3 separate regions of the Mus musculus genome follow, and regions 1 and 2 are each linked to region 3. The links are chromatin contacts, called in public HiChIP or PLAC-seq maps. All regions are on one chromosome and are shown on one strand. Each heading gives the region's core, a stretch centred on a gene start, on an enhancer-like site or on the middle of the called end of the contact. The rest is flanking DNA. Distances are from core to core; before and after follow the strand shown.

Region 1 (2,700 bases), core at 151-2,650, 630 kb before region 3:
GTTGAGAATAATAGATGTGCTTCATCTGGGAGAGGGATGGGGAAAGAAAGGGTTTCCCTGACTTCCCCCTGTCTGCCTAGCCCAGACCACTGCTCAGTTCTTTGCCACTTTCCCCTTTGAGAGACAGAGCTCCTAGACTCTAGCTTCCCCATGACTACATTGGCCAACAAAGTCCAAGGAAAACATGCTTTCAGAGTCCCCTGGCTGGGTCACCAGGAGTCACACAGCTTGCCCCAAGTTCACCAGGACAATGGAACTTACAGCCCCAAGCAGGCAGGTAAGAGTCCTATAGCCTTTGAGAATACCATGCCCTACAAGGTCACAGGAGGCTATCCTGGTTGTGGCCCTGTCCTGCTGGGAGCAAGAAGGAGAGAGAGGAAACTGTCTCAGGAAAGAGAGTCCACCTTGGACCAGAGTCTCACCCCACCATAGACAGGTCTTGCATGTTCTGTCTCTTCGAACCTCCCCAGTTTGGGGGTGGTTTGTTCCCTAGGAATGAACATGTGGACACAGTTCCAGAACTTTCTGGAATAATAAGAAATCATAACAAAAAGGTGCTAGGACACTGGTATAGTCTGAATGTGACCCTTGCTGTTTGGAAACCTTGGGGCTACGGCTTGGGCAGCAGGAGTGAGTCGTTGGGAACTGGTCTTAGTTCTACTTCCTTGTCTACCAAGATGTGAAGAAGCAGCAGCTGTAAGCGCTTGCCATCACAGACAGAGTAGCCCCAACACCACAAATTCGCCTGCCCTGCTGGGAGGGCCTTACCCTCAAAACTGTGAGCTGAAATAGTTTCCTCCCCCATTTAAATCACTTCCTTTGGTTGTCATAGCAATGGATAAAGATGACTGATGCTGGCTAGAACAGGCACCCTTTGCAGTGGGTGGTACCTTCTACCAGTCAGAGAGCTCAGGCCAGCAGAATGAAAGCCAGGCTTATTCCCTGATATGCACAGTAGCGGGGGGGGGGGGGGGGGGGGGGGGATTGCTAGCCACAGCCACCTTTCTTGTCCTGACAGAATCCAGATCTGGGTAGCCCCTTGAACACCTCCAGAATCTGTCTGGAGAGGCCCCACTTCAGACGTTGGAAGCTGCCCCAGCACACTTCTGAGTCATCTTGACACATAAAGACATAAAGCATTTGCCAAACACAGGTTAGAAACACATCCATGGGCTGTTTTTGCCTTTTTCTTATGTGTGTGTGCGTGCGTGTGTGTGTGTGTGTGTGTGAGAGAGAGAGAGACAGAGAGACAGAGAGACAGAGAGACAGAGAGACAGAGACAGAGAGAGACAGAGACGGAGACAGAGAGACAGAGACAGAGAGAGCCTAACTCACAGTAATGTGATCTGGGATCTGTGAACTATTTTGAAGTCATTCATTTTGCCTAAGCCAGAGTCATTTGTCATCTATTCCATGTTGATTGCACTGGTGGCAACAATGCACCTTATGGTACTTTGTACCAGGCACTGTGTTAGACACAGAGCACAGAGGCAAGGCACTCCGAGGAGCAGGAGGCCAGCTGTACTGGAAGGCCTTCACAAACCTACCTCTGCAACCAAAGGCTGAGCTCACTAACAATGGGAGTGTCAGAAGTGCCTAGCCATGAAGTTGTTCCTGGAATTTGATACCCGGTGAGAATCTGGCTGTTAGAGGCAGCCTTCCATCCGGCCCAGCAGGATGCGCGCATCAGCAGATCAATGAAAACATTACTGAGTCCAGATGAGCTGGCCTCAGGAAGCCACTTTATCAGAAAGTGGCTTACACAGAAGGAACCTGCAAACGTAGCAGATATGAAGAAGGGTCTGACAGCCAGCGTGACTCAAAGTTATCCCTGTCCCTGTGAGAGAAGTCATCTCAAGGATTCGGTTCTGATCCCGTGCTGCACTTGGCAGGGAGTGTTAGGACAGAACACTTCTTGAGCCTCTGTCCTTTGGAGGGAGCCATTCCTAGTGTATAGAATTTAGAGACACCAGTTCCATCCATGATAGCTCCAGCCCTCATCAGCAAGGTCAAGATCAAGTCTCAGAAACATTGGGGGTCCAGCTGGCTGGCAGGTACAGGCATTCAACTAAGAATGCACACACAGTAATTGCTGTTCATCTATAGGTTATTACCTGCCATTAAAATTCAAAGTATAGCGCTGGGCGTGGTGGCACACACCTTTAATCCCAGCACACGGGAGGCAGAGGCAGGTGGATTCCTGAGTTCGAGGCCAAGCCTGGTCTACAAAGTGAGTTCCAGGACAGCCAGGGCTACACAGAGAAACCCTGTCTCGAAAACCCCAAAAAAAAAAAAAAAAAAAAAAAAAATTTAAAGTATATTGTAAGGTGCATTCTAGAAACAAAATGACTCATAACTTTCACTATTCTTACAATAGTTCTATTTTTTTTGTTTGTGTGGGTGTGCAGGTATACACAAGTGTTTGAGTGTATGTGCATGTGTGTGTGAGTATGTGTGTAGGTCAGAGGTTAACTTTTCTTAGGCATTGCTCCTTGGAACCTGTTTGCTTTAAAACAAATTTATAACATTTCAATGAATTAACTAGTTAATATTATTTATTTATTTCATGTATATGTGTGCTTGAATATGCACCTGCCTTGGCACATGTGTGGAGGTCAGAAGACAACTTTTAGGAGTTTGGGTTTTTTTTTTTTCTTCTTCTTCTTCTACCATGTGGAATTGAACTCAGGTCTTCAGGCT
Region 2 (2,700 bases), core at 163-2,662, 520 kb before region 3:
AACAAAACCAAACCAAAACAGAGACAAATCACACCAACAAACATGGTCCCTGTTCCAAGATCACTAACTTATGAACGGGGCCCCATGACTGGACTCAGGTTACCAAACCACCCGGCTCCTACGAGGTGACTTTCACAAGGACAAATACTTTCATGGCTGACAAAAGATCACTTTAGTCAAAGAGGGAGAAGTGTTAGAATTGTAGAATGTCCCTAGCCAAGCAAGCTCTCTACTGAAATGGCAGGTGAGCACGGGAAGCAGCCAGAGCTGTGCTCGTGTACACTGATTTCCTGACAAGGTTGGATGACACACTAGACTATTTTTAAAAATTATATGCTAGGATTTCAATCTGACTAGTGATTCAACTCAACTTCAAAAAAGAAGGAAGCTCACAGCAGTCTTTCTGTCTTGCTAAGCTTCTGCTGTTCCTGTCAGTCAGTCAGCGCCCAAATCCCAGACCTTTGCATTTGATGCAAATGTAGGCAGTCCTGACATGACTTACTCCTGGCCAGAGACTGCATTCTCTCTCTTAATAAAATGTGTGTACACAACAGACCTCACTATACATTTATTTCAGAGAAGACCTACGATGGTCCCCGAACGCTTCAGTAATGAGACCTTTCCATAAGAAAGCTACTTTTCTAACATCAGCATGGAGAAAGTTAAGGTTCCTGCGGCCCACCAGCCATGTGCTTGCACAGGGGAAAACCCAAGCCTTGAACTATCTCAGAGCTCCATCTGTTCTAACCGCCTCAAGCTACGGCTCAGCTCCCAGGTGCACCGAACCACATCTATCAAAATATTTACCCCTAAAATAACTTTGTAATAAGAGCGGAATGTCCTTTTTGATGATTTCCTTTGAAAAATACATACGTATTTAACCGGCAACTCCAAACTTTCAGAGAGGGCAGATTCCATGAATCTACGTAATAAAAGCCTCCCTTCACACTGTTATAGTTGCTCTACTATGAAGATTTACAAGCACAGAGCTTTATATGGCTTACATTTCCACATTTGTCTGTTTTGACTCTTGGCCTCCATATGATGGCAAGGATAGAGTGAGCCTTTAACAGAAATGCCACACTAAGGCTACAAGCTGCCAGTGAAAGCTACAAGATCTCTTGGCAATTTTTGGACAGGTTCAGGTGAATTTCAGCATCTGGGACTGGCATGTGTATTACAGATGGAAAAAGCAAAACAATACCCAAAGAAAGAGAAAAGCGGTCCTCCCAATTGAAGCAAAATCATACCAAAATCTACCCACCTCCCAGCCTCGGCCCAGCACTGAGGAAATACCTCTGCCATACTGTCAAAGCATAATCAGTTCCTAAAACAATGGCTCAGCGTTTGAGTCACCCAGAGCGTGAAGGGCAAGTGAAAGGTCAGTTCCGGCATGCTCCCACAAAGCAAACACGGAGCTTGAGCCAGCACCAGCCAGGCCTTGGCATGGCAACCACAGGGCTCGCTCACTTCAGCAACCCATGGGTTCTGCCCTCAGGCTTCTCCAGACCCCCCCCCCCCCCCACACACACACACACACTTCCTCTCCTCCAAAGGAACCAGGGAAAGCTGAGAAGCAAACCTGAGAGGAGGGCCAGGCCTGCTCAGAAGCAGCCCTCCATGCCACTGGAGAACCCAAAGATGGTGCAGTGCCTCCAGAACCAGTGGTCCTAGCTCCCAGAAGCTTCTGGAATTCCTTATGAGTACTTACTAGAACACCTTTCTTTCTCCCCGCCAGTCATTTCACTATAATCAACTAAAATCTGCACATGGTGGACACTGACAATGGATTTTTAAAGATCCCAAGTATGCTTATTATTTTAGATTCTCTGCCACTGACATTATATTTAACATCAAAAGTTGTACTAAAAAGTCAATTAAAATAATTTTCTAGCCAAAAATTTTTCAAAGAATTTTTGCGGATTTTTTGTCTTGGAACTCTTGGTCTTGGAACTCTCGGTGGCTGGCTATTCTTTTAATTTACAGTCTGCAGAGATGTCTTAGTAAGCACATGCGAGTTAAGCACTTAAAGAAGATGACAAAATCTTTGTTTATATGCAAACATATGTATGTATTTATCTGCAAACACACATTTAAACCTGTGATTGCTTTTGAGGTCTTTACAAAGAGGCTTCTCAGTTAGTCACCATATTCGTCATATCTAAGGACTACCAGTGCTTGACTGGAAGAGGCAGACAGGCTACTGGAGAAGGGGAGGCCCTCTGCAGGGAACAACAGAAAGATGCAAGTGAGATCTGAAGAACAGCCTAGTGATGAAGACGTTACCAGACTCATGTCCCAGAGCCTCCAACTCAGCAGACGGGAAATGGTCACTACGCAACAATCCCTTATGTATGTCCAACAAGGGTCACATAAAAGAAGAAACACTTCCACCCACCTGAGGAACTCATAACTTGTCTGAGGTTATAGAGCTAAGACTGGCATATGGAGTGTGAGACAGAAAGTGAAAACTGTCAAAGACCCCACATACCAGAAGCCCTCATGTAAGCAGTGGCAAGGAGGAGGGCGTAATGCACCTGGCACAGGAGCCACGCACAATGTCATTTCTGTAGAGACGCCCATGAGTGAACAGTGCCATGGAAGGCTAGGGGCATACTAAGGCTTTTCAGAAGTGACGGCATCGAGCAGGCTTGTGAAAGACAGGAAGTTCTTCCCCCTACAAGCAGAGTGACTTCTATG
Region 3 (2,757 bases), core at 27-2,526:
AGCTCCACTCAGCATTATTAATTCAGTGGTAGGGTGTGGACGGCACTTGGGTGGCTCTGCTAAGCAGTTGCCTTCCTTGGTAGAAGAAAGGGCTCCTCCAGGTCCAAGGAGCAAGGCCACAACCTTTTGTCATCAACAAATCGAAATGTTCTTGGTTCTCCCTTGTATGGGTAGTGACTACCAAACATGTTTTATTAGATTTCTGCCAGGGGCTCCCCTCTCCAGCTTAAAGGACCCCATCAGTGAAGTCATGTTGTTCTGGTCTGACAAAACGTGGGGGCTACAGGACCTTATAAAGAGGGCCCTACCTATACCATTTCACTGTGTGGTTATGGGGCGCTCTACTAGTCCCCTATTCGCAGCCGGAATGTGTCTGCCTTAACTGCTGGGCTCTGGCTGCCTCTCTCATTTACCTCTGGTGAGTGCACCTACAGGAACGTGTGTTCTCAGGGTGGGTTCTCAGCCTCAGCCTCCATCATTCTTGTGTTCCCATGGCAGCTCTCACGCCTGGGTTTATAGTCTGCACGGAACCCAAGAACGGCAAGTGTGTCTTCATGCCACTTGTGGGCAAGGCAGGCCGCTAGAGACCCCCACAGAAGCATGCTGTCCTGACTGAGACTCCAGTGTGCCTTCAATCTTGTCCCTTCTAGGGTGTGGAGGGAGGTGACTGGCTGGCCACCTGTTTCCCCTTGGCAGCTGGGCCAAGGCCAAGGCTTTGCGAGCGATCCACGCCCTGCCCGCCTGCATTTCTGCAAGGGTTCACTGTTCAGATGACAGATGTCAAGCCCACCAACAGCTGCCCTCCCGGTCCCCGGTCCCCGGGGCTGGGCTTCCTTCCTCCTTCTTCTCAGGGTTCATCTCACCCCCACCCTGTTCAGCTTTCTCACTGACTCCTAGCTCCACAGGGGAAGTGACTCTGCAGGTTCTCTAAGGCCACTCACTGCTGAACTGTCCCTTGATCCCACCCATCTCCCTTTAAATTAGCACATGAGTTCACTGACAGCACTGCCTTGGCCCGACCTCTGTTTCGAAGGGGAGGACACCTCTTTGGAAGAGAATCAAATACAGCCGGCCTCAGCCCAGTGCTGCTTCTCCTCCCTAGGCAGAGGCCAGATTTCCTGGTGTTCTGACTCCCAGGATGGTTGAGACGCGAATCACTGACATGGGAGGTGAGGAGGAGGGCAGGTTGAGAATTAAGTCTGCCGTTTCCATGGATGCAGAGGAAGTCCCTGCTTAGTTCCTGTTGCACTCTTACATTCTAAATCAAACGGCCAGCCCTGAAAGGCAAAGGTGGTGTCACCCAGAGAGTCAGTGCTGTTGGCATCTGCTCAGGGCAAGTGCTGACCTTTCATTCCTTTGCAAAGATTTAAGGCTGTTGTGCAAGGTTATGGTGAGGAAAATAAACCTGTTCTCCAGCCCTGACCAAGCAGCAGGCCCTCAGGTGTCTCCTCAAGCTTGTAAAGGAACTTTAAGATGGTGTCTGTGGAGGCAAGAGAGTCAGGAGTTCAAGGCCACCCTCCCTTACATAGCACCTTTGAGGTCAGCCCCACCGAGGCTCTGCCTGGTTGGCTGCTTCTGTTTCCTCCGTGGAATCATGAGGCCACAATGCCCACAGCTAGGGGACAGCCAGGCTTGCAGGCAAAGAAAGCCTCATTTGTTACAGTTGCCAGAAAGCTCCCGTTGTGTTCTCTGTGCTTTGAAAACTTCTGTGGATAAATTCCCTCCACTAATGACTGCCATTATATTTTCCTAGTGTATAGACAATCAAAACATGGCCACGAAAGCTTGCTCAGCTGTTCAGAGTGCGAGCTGTCCTTTCAGAGGACCTGGGTTCACTTCCCCTCCCAGGTCCTCACATTGGTAGCTCGGAACCATCGACAACTGTAGTTTCATAGAATCTGATACCCTCTTCGGACCTCCTCAGAGTCTGTGTGCATGTGGTGTGCACATTTTTACCCAGGTGCATGCATGCACACTGCATACATACTCATGGGCTTTTGACAGGAGCCTGAGTTGGGTGGTAAGCTGCTTTTTTTTTTAATTGCCTTTGCATCTTGAAATGCTAGCTAAGTCTTAGAGACCATCTCTGGACTTAACTCGGATGCTTGGTGTCTGTCTCAGGCCCAAGAGGGACTCCTGAGAACGATAATCTCTTGTTTTGCTTAGCAACCCCGTTAGCAAGATGTTAGCAGCCTAATGAAATTATAAGCCAGGGCACCATAAAATAAGGTGATTCCATGGAGTAGCAGAAGAGTTGTATCAGAGACAGTAACAATGGAGGACCCTCTGCTGGCTCTCACAGTGACCAAGGATAAGGCCAAGCTGGCCTCCTTAGCCACCAGCCACTCAGCATGGCCATGGGGAGATAACCACTCTAATTAGGATAGATCAAGGCTTTTTGTCCTGGGAGAGCTGTAGGAACTGACCCATTCAGGCACATGGCTGGGCTACCTTAAGCATAACAAGATACAACTCCCCCCACCCCCATACACATGCACATTTATACACAATTTATAGCCAACTTTAGTGCCAAAGAAATCCCAAGTCTGTAGAATGCACGTGACCATGCCCATCGCTCAGTGGCCAAATGCCCAAGTGCCACCTGAAAAGTGGGTCGCACCAGCAGGCTGTGCGTGTAGTGTTCGCTGCAGAAATTTATTTTCCAGCTTTTCTCCAGTTTCCTCCTTATTCGTTTGGTTCTTTTTCTCTGACATGATGTCCTTTTGTCTTCTTAGTCACAAAATGAGCTTTACTTAT

The links. HiChIP or PLAC-seq counts read pairs in DNA pulled down with a chosen protein or histone mark.
Region 1: a contact with region 3 is called in an HNF4G HiChIP or PLAC-seq map of pancreatic cancer cells. The contact joins two enhancer-like sites. A contact is called at or near these places in 1 of 39 promoter capture datasets (hippocampal neurons) and 2 of 115 datasets of contacts at active chromatin or transcription factors (memory CD8 T cells and pancreatic cancer cells).
Region 2: a contact with region 3 is called in an HNF4G HiChIP or PLAC-seq map of pancreatic cancer cells. The contact joins two enhancer-like sites.

What each region holds. Positions count from the first base shown.
Region 1 is chr15:59,637,236-59,639,935 of GRCm38.p6, reverse strand. No RefSeq gene overlaps it. Among named protein-coding and RNA genes, the nearest start is that of Trib1, 10 kb to the left of the region's middle. Within about 2 kb of position 1,400, at least 18 of the 459 cell types and tissues checked have an H3K27ac peak or open chromatin away from gene starts, as enhancers often do. A contact at or near this core is called in pancreatic cancer cells, where this site is marked.
Region 2 is chr15:59,522,908-59,525,607 of GRCm38.p6, reverse strand. All of the region lies in intron 4 of Nsmce2 (NSE2/MMS21 homolog, SMC5-SMC6 complex SUMO ligase), which reads right to left. Among named protein-coding and RNA genes, the nearest start is that of Gm36677, 94 kb to the left of the region's middle. Within about 2 kb of position 1,412, at least 149 of the 459 cell types and tissues checked have an H3K27ac peak or open chromatin away from gene starts, as enhancers often do. A contact at or near this core is called in pancreatic cancer cells, where this site is marked.
Region 3 is chr15:59,002,395-59,005,151 of GRCm38.p6, reverse strand. The region is part of intron 3 of Mtss1 (MTSS I-BAR domain containing 1); the gene reads left to right. Among named protein-coding and RNA genes, the nearest start is that of Gm41330, 9.3 kb to the right of the region's middle. Within about 2 kb of position 1,276, at least 181 of the 459 cell types and tissues checked have an H3K27ac peak or open chromatin away from gene starts, as enhancers often do. A contact at or near this core is called in pancreatic cancer cells, where this site is marked.